Linked DNA regions of Anas platyrhynchos: region 2 is linked to region 1. The links are chromatin contacts, called in public Hi-C maps. All regions are on one chromosome and are shown on one strand. Each heading gives the region's core, a stretch centred on a gene start, on an enhancer-like site or on the middle of the called end of the contact. The rest is flanking DNA. Distances are from core to core; before and after follow the strand shown.

Evidence for each region. Hi-C and Micro-C count contacts between places; a contact is called where the count stands out from the background.
Region 2: a Hi-C map of liver shows a contact between it and region 1, with 2.2 times the contacts expected there. The contact joins two enhancer-like sites. A contact is called at or near these places in 3 of 8 Hi-C or Micro-C datasets (F1 follicle, liver and subcutaneous adipose tissue).

What each region holds. Positions count from the first base shown.
Region 1 is chr13:17,667,895-17,671,871 of IASCAAS_PekinDuck_T2T, forward strand. The region is part of intron 1 of SYN2 (synapsin II); the gene reads left to right. Among named protein-coding and RNA genes, the nearest start is that of SYN2, 60 kb to the left of the region's middle. Within about 2 kb of position 1,542, at least 5 of the 8 cell types and tissues checked have an H3K27ac peak or open chromatin away from gene starts, as enhancers often do.
Region 2 is chr13:17,775,208-17,779,239 of IASCAAS_PekinDuck_T2T, forward strand. All of the region lies in intron 9 of SYN2 (synapsin II), which reads left to right. Among named protein-coding and RNA genes, the nearest start is that of TIMP4, 47 kb to the left of the region's middle. Within about 2 kb of position 1,879, at least 1 of the 8 cell types and tissues checked has an H3K27ac peak or open chromatin away from gene starts, as enhancers often do.

The DNA of each region.
Region 1 (3,977 bases), core at 292-2,791:
TTTAATATGAGAACTGTCTCAAAGCAATCAGTGATATAACTACAGACTAATTTGTGTTGATATGGTAGCAAACTAGAATGAGTGTAGCAGCATTTCTTTCTTTAGCTAACTTAACTTTCAGTATGAATATAGTGGGTCGCAGAGTCTGAAAGGTTTTCAACACATCCTGATTTTTTGTCCCAACAGACCTTATTGTAGAATAACCAAGAAAACATTCATACTCTGAGTAGTGTTATTTGTTCATGTTTTGTTTACTCACCGGGATGATCATCCCTGCCCAGAGTCATAAATTCACTAGCAAAAATATTTACCAGTAACTAGTTGCAGATTTTGGATATTACGTAACAAGGACTTGCACATGCCTGCTATTTAGCTCTTTGCCAAATGGCAGTATCTTCATGGGAAAAGTACTCCCGTCTTTTTCTCTAACGACTCCCCATCCAAATGAATCAGTGCCATGGACTGCAGACTTGTGGTTGCCCAAGGATCCATTAGTGGAGAGGTGACTAGTAGCATAAGTGAGCCACTTCCCATTAGGGACTGAAGTGGGTGGGTGTAGCCCACAAAATGATGTAGGGCTGGATTCAGTTCATCTCTTGGGCATCCTTGACTAATGTGCTCTATGTTGCCAACTACATTTAGAGCGCTCTTTCCACAGTACGGCTCCTAGAGGGAAGATCTCTTCAAATCTCCGAGAACTTGGAACAACCTTTGCTATTGTGTGCAAAAGAGAGCAGGTCCTGTTCTCACCCCTATAGACCCTGGAGGAATTAATCCCATAGATGTGAATTGTTCAGTTGTGAAATTATTACAATAATGCTATGTTTTAATATATGTCAAAAGAGAATGCTTATTTGTGTCCTAGTTATTTCAAGTCTGCCAAAAAATGGCAGTGACCCTCACAATTACATGATAATTAACAGCATTTAGTTGTGAAGAAAAAAAAAAAAAGGAAAGAAAAAAAGAAAAAAAGAGATGAACAGTATTCAGCTGTGAAGGGGAAGAGAAGTTGGAATACAGTTTTGTGTTCAGCAGATGCTTCTGCTCCTCGCAGCTGTAATGTACTGCCAGTCAGCTAGGCTCTGGACTGCAGGGGGGCTTGCAACAGAGCCTCATCAAATTTCTGCTCAAGAGGTTGGCACACTGCTGAATTTCAAAATCTGAAATTTGAGGTACAGCATGCTATTGTGTGTGGCTCCACTTTCAGAGCTGAATACAGCCTGGGTGCAGTACAGACCGTGCTCAGAGTAGCCTGTGCAGCTGTACAGCACACATTGCAGCAGTGTAGGACTTGCCTGATTCCAGTCTTCATTAAGCACTGAAAATTCAGATCAGTTTTGTTTTGCAAATAAATGAGGAGGGTGTGAACAGTCGTGGGATTTAGTATTAAAGCAATGTGCAATATGACCAAAATTAATATATCACTCAGGAATATTTTTTATTTATTAATCAATTTGGCTTCTAATTAGATACACTGTAAGCAACTGGGTTCACACAGCTGCTTACAAAACCCCCAACATGTCAGAGAATACTTTCATGAAACTTATTATCATATATTTTGGTTATGCTTCTCATCTTTAATAGCTGCCCCGTTGTCACAACATCCTTGAGGCTTGTGGTATGTTTTGTGTTACAGATTGCACTAGACTTTTAGTTTTTCAGACTGTTCCTGGACAGGAATTGTTAAAGCCCATACTTCCAAGGTTGCTTTCATTTAGGGAAGGGGTGGATGATGTTTTCAGGCTAGTGTACTAGCTGTGGTGCTAATTTATTGTAGAGAACAGATTCATTCACTAACTTCGGCAGTGCTTTCTCTGCGTTTCTCAGCAGACAAAATTCTATTATTCTCTAATCTATACTGGGAAGCTGAGAGTCCTGAGGAACACAGGCTCTTAATTATTTGACTTCCTTGATGATTTTAATATCAGTAAAACAGATGTTGATATTTTAAGTACAGGCAAAATTACGTGTGATTATACTTGTAAGTACACCATTAAAATTAGTTTAGTTTTATAGCATACTTGGAAAGCTTAATTCTGAGCAGAAGAGACAGTTCCTTTTAATGAAAGGGTTGGAATATTGCTAAAATGTATTCCTTGCTGTATTTTCAGAACAACTCGTTTGTGAATATTATGTAGGAGTTAATTAAAAAGTGTTATTCTTTCAGGTCTTACTAATGTTATAGCATCCAGTTTGGAACTTTTTCTAGTGGTCATTCGTTAGGAAAAAAAAGTCCTAGTGTGTTTAAAACTATGACCAAAGAATATAGGAAGGTACATGAAACTGGCAAATAAATAAAAAATATCAGCCACCTAGTCATTGGCTCCGTCACAATAGTATATATTCTGCATTACACAGCATTGCATTACCATCTCCAACCAGCAGGGACTTTGCCTCATTTTTCCATCCCAGATGCTGCACGTAGAGCAATAGAGCCAATGGTAAGAGTTCTGGTAACCTGCTGCATCATTCTGTGTATTTCCCTGCAGAATCAGGCATAAAATGTGATTTAGAAACAAACAAAAAAAAAACAAACGGAAACTGATACTGGCAAAATTTTCTATTTTCGTGGTAACCCTTATTGTCCTGAGAATTTTCAGTATAATGTGTTTCTGATGGCTACTATAGCTTCAGTATCCTGAAGTAATTGTTTTTTCATGGAAACATGCTGGACCTTCCTCCATAGCTTGTGGGTATATAAAATGTGTGTTTCACAGAATCACAGAATTTCTAGGTTGGAAGAGACCTCAAGATCATCGAGTCCAACCTCTAACCTAACACTAACAGTCCCCACTAAACCATATCCCTAAGCTCTACATCTAAACGTCTTTTGAAGACTTCCAGGGATGGTGACTCCACCACTTCCCTGGGCAGCCCGTTCCAATGCCTCACAACCCTTTCAGTAAAGAAGTTCTTCCTAACATCTAACCTAAAACTCCCCTGGCGTAACTTCAGCCCGTTCCCCCTCGTCCTGTCACCAGGCACGTGGGAGAACAGACCAACCCCCACCTCTCTACAGCCTCCTTTAAGGTATCTGTAGAGAGCAATAAGGTCGCCCCTGAGCCTCCTCTTCTCCAGGCTGAACAAGCCCAGCTCCTTCAGCCGCTCCTCGTAGGACTTGTTCTCCAGGCCCCTCACCAGCTTCGTCTCCCTTCTTTGGACCCGCTCAAGCACCTCGATGTCCTTCTTGTAGCGAGGGGCCCAAAACTGAGCACAGTACTCGAGGTGCGGCCTCACCAGAGCCGAGTACAGGGGGACGATCACCTCCCTAGCCCTGCTGGTCACACTGCTTCTGATACAAGCCAGGATGCTGTTGGCCTTCTTGGCCACCTGAGCACACTGCTGGCTCATATTCAGCTGACTGTCCACCATCACTCCCAGGTCCTTCTCTGCCTGGCAGCTCTCCAACCACTCATCTCCCAGCCTGTAGCTCTCTTTCATTCTTCCATAATAACTGGTAAATTAATAGTTTTGTTCTGTTGAGCACAGTGCATGAAATTCTTTTCTTTGTGGGGGGCGATTGGACTGGAGTGTACCACCCAGCTTCTGGTGCACTGGGAATCTTAGCTTCAGTTAGAAGAAACTCTCAGGAAGCCAGTGGAGACTCAGTGTGTGTATTCTCCCTCACAGACATGCATGTGTAAAAAGTACCTTAATGTTATTCACTAATTCATTCAGACATCAGTGATAACTGATTTCCTTTTTTTTTTTTTTTTTGCTAACCCTGTGTTAAATACATAGAGACTGTTCATATTGTTGCTGTTAATATGCTTTCTTTAGCAGATCTAAAACTAAGTACAGGTAAGATTTATACTATCTATCATGCATAACATCCATAATTCAGCACAAATATCTAGGTAACTGTAATGATAATGAAGCATTTCCTGTGTTCTCAGCTCCTGCCTTTGACTCCTACCTGGCTGGGTTGATACCAGAGTAGAAACCTTAAAAGACACAAAAACAATGAGATGACCATG
Region 2 (4,032 bases), core at 629-3,128, 110 kb after region 1:
AAAGTACTGTTAAAAAAAACAAAAACAAAACAAACAAACAAAAAAAACAACACTCTTTTTCTCTTCACTATGCAATAAAATAATGCTTTCATTAACTTTTTGATCATCTTCAGCCAGATGATTTTCTGATCATCTACCAATCTACCAATTGTGTTGGCAGAAGCAGACATTCTCTCTGAGAACTCTGAAATTTGATGGTGTCTACCCTGAAGGATAATTTAAACATTTAATTCTTAAGTATTGTATATGTTCTTAGTAGACTTCTGTGAGGAATAGCTTTCTTGTCCCACAGGTATTTTTTGGAGACTTCAAAAACAAATATCTTCATTCCATTATAGGGCAAAATGTAGTCTTTTCAAAATAAGAAGGAAAACATTGATCCTGTCACCATGAAACAGGCAGTACGGAGAGTCTAAGTTAGTCTCTCATTGTTTGGTCTTAGTGCTATAATTACTATCATATAAAATCCTTTTGATTTTTTATTTTTCCATATTGTTCATCTATTTTTACTATCTGATTTTTTTTTTTTTTTTATCTAACCTGAACGTGATAGAAATACCTTTTTTGGGGAGGAGGTTTTCCTTGGCCTCCTTTCTTTTCCCCACTGTGGTGGGTGTTTGCCTTTTTTGTTATCATTCTCTGTCTCCACTTGACTTTTTTTATTTGATTTCTCTGACCTTTAAATCATAACCTGTTAAGCAAAGCCATTTGGCTTTACTCTGTGTTTAACTTTCAAGGATTTTGTCCATCTCCCCAGCAGTCATCACCACAGTTTATTTTGAATAAGGACCATGTGCTAAGTAAGCACTGTGATTTTTAAACAAGGATAAGCACAAAGAGAAATCGTGGCAAAATCCAAAACAGAGCAGCTCATTTTCAAATATTCTTGACTTGTCCATAGGAAAACATAAGCATCCTCCTTTTCCCCTCACCACTTCAGTCACTAATCTAGTGTCCGATCAGTGCTCCATCTGGATAGTTGCCAGTAGAGCAAGTTTGTCCTCAGCTGCCCATAGATCATTCCCCAGTGTCTCCCTGCTCCTAGCAGAGACTCAGGAAGGTTTTCAGAGTTCAGACCAACCACTACTGATGCTTCATCTTTGTGGCTCTGTACTTGTGCTGTACCAAGAGAAGCAAGGAAAGAAGCACATGCAACCGCTGACAGACAAGTCTTATGTTCTGTTCAGATTCTGAACTTTGCTTTTAGTTGTGGTAGAGCTCAAGTGTTTAACTCTGTGACTACTTCTTTCCCAAACCACCTCCTGTTCCACTATTCTGTAACATAGATACAATCATATTAAAATATACCATGGTTTATAACACTGGCCCTGAGATAGCTCCATCTTTTTTCCTACTCTGTTTTGAAGCACAAACTTTAGTTCTAAATTGATCCAGCAATGATGGATTGTTGGATCTCCAGATGAAGTTCTGCAGATCTTAACCTCTTCCTGTTCATGAAAGGATCACTTGTCACAAAAAAAAAAAAAAAAAAAAAAATAATAATAATAATAAAAAATCTGTTTTTGGTTTTGTTTAAAGACTGGAGGAGCAGATACAGCATAGCATCAAACAAGGTCAAAATCTCTGGGTTCCAGGGTCAAAACCTTCCTTACCATTTCAAAAAACAACATAGCATTTTGACACTATCAAGCCCCGAGCAGTACTTTACCCTCTATGTATCCAGAGGTGTCTATGTACACTGAGAAAGGAAGTTTAACTTTCCTGTAACTGGACAGTCTTCAAAATATGTTGTACCTCTTTCATTTGCCTGGCCATCTATCTCTTTCTCTGGTACAAACGTGCACACACACATTTCAGTCTCAGCTGCTTTAGCACACAGGGGGAGCTCTCTCCTATCACATAGCCCACATTCCTACCTTGTCTGTGGGGAGCAATTTTTCTACTGGGAAGAACTGCCTGAAAGCTGCTGTGCAACTGCATACTTTCAGTGTTCCCTTTTCAAAAACAGAAGTTGAAATCTGGCTTCATTAAGCAAGAGTTGCAATAATATCAGATTGCATCCTTGTCCATTAGAAATACTGACTGTTTCTGGGAGGGGACCACTTAGCTTCTACAAGTGTTGCTACTTCTTCAGAAACTCTTTTTTTTTTTTTTTTTTTTTTTTTTTTGTATATTGTATATTTTTTTTGCATATTGTAAATATTAACCCAAGTAAAATTAAGCTGTATAGCTTGTTTTCTCCTCTTAGCAGTCATTTCCCGTTCCATTCAGAGGAAGATTTTACAGGTTTTGCATAGGTAGTTTGGAAAGCTGGTTGAGCAACAATAAAAGCTGGTCTAAACTTTTTAATTCTTTATCACAGCTTCAACATGAAGAAATTCTAGGCTGGCATCAGTTTTGCTGAGTATATTTTCCATATAGAGTTCCTTAGTGGAGAAGGGCAACACTGGACACTGATACCCCAAAAAAATGTACAAAGCAGGAGCCAACTCTCCTATAGCCGGCCACTTTGTACTAGACAACGTGAAAGTGGCTTCTTTTTAAGGTGAGCCTTAGGGCATCTCTCCATCATCACTGTAAGTAGGCCTGTTTCACTGCCCATCTCATTCCACAGGGAATAAATAGCAAAAACTTTGTAGTCCTGTTCAGCACCACTAGCAACACAAGGAAGCATTTATAAGTCACCTATGCCAGATTCGCCCTGTACAGGATGAGGTCTGTACCAGCAACTGGTGAGAATCCCTGCCATGCTCACTGCACACTGAAGGTATGAAACAGTGAACGGTTAGGCACTAAGGAGTTTCTTATTTTTGGATTCTCCACATCATAATGTCACTTCAACATCTCCTTGCTTTGCTAAGTAACACACTATGTGCTTATTTCCTGCCCATTTTTATTGGTTCACATAATGCTTTAGTTGAGCTTGTTTCCACTTCTTTACCACTACAACATATTCGCAAAAAGCAACCATACTGCCTTCGAGCCTCTATTTTGCTAAACTAAGCAAGACACAATTTTCCAAATTTTGTGGGTATGGACTCTTCCTTCATCTGGTAAGTTTACATTCATCCCCTTGAACAGGCGTAATGTTCCTCTCTTGTGAGGACAGAGTGTCTAGATCTCTGTCACTTTTCAAGCATTCATTTACTGTTGACAGCCTGCTTAAAGGATCTAAATTACCTCTCTGCTTTGCAGTTATGCTTCTTCTTAGTACTCCTGCTTTGTTTTACTTTTATTCTTGTTTCCTATATAAGATCAAACTCAGCCTCCATTTTGGCAATTCTCAATTGACCCCTCTATTTCCTGACCTGAACAATATGGCTTTCCCTTCAAATATTGAAATATCTTAGAAAAGCTTCTAGTATTACATTATAAAGAAAACCAAATGAAACCCAAAAACAACTATATATGCTCCAACTATAATTCACAAAATCTTCAAACTCAGCCAAATCAACATCAATTTTTGCTGGGACTCAGTTTAGCATCTCTCATGCCCAAGGGCTATTTCCCTGACAAGTTGCTGCTTTTGCTCCCACCCATTTCAGCATTTTTCAGATTATTCGAAATTCAAATATATATGAATCCAATCTGCATTTATATAAATATAAAAGACAGAAAAAGAAGTAGTACCACTGATCAAACTTTAATACATCACACTTGGAAAAACAGTCTTTTTCTGCAGTTCTACTCCCAAAAATTCTAAGGACACTATTTCAGGTGAATGTTGAAAGGAAGGAAGTGCTACAGAGACACCTACAGACACTTATCTTCTAGATAAGTAGCTGGGTTTCTGCTTTGGCTATAATTAATTTAGCCAATATTCTAAACACCACTATACAACCAAAGCATTGTTATACGCAGAGCTGAGAAATCACTACAGCGTATTTGTAGTATTCATGTGGCTTAGAGGCTTCCACAAATAAAGCTGTATTTTTTGTAATAGCTATGTAAACAGTAAATCCTCTTTGAAGAGGAGAGATTCTATAAGCAGCTCTAGATAATGTTACTATCAACAACAGCAATCCTGTCTTTTTTTGGGGGAATTTGGATGTGATGTGAAAGCTGTACTCC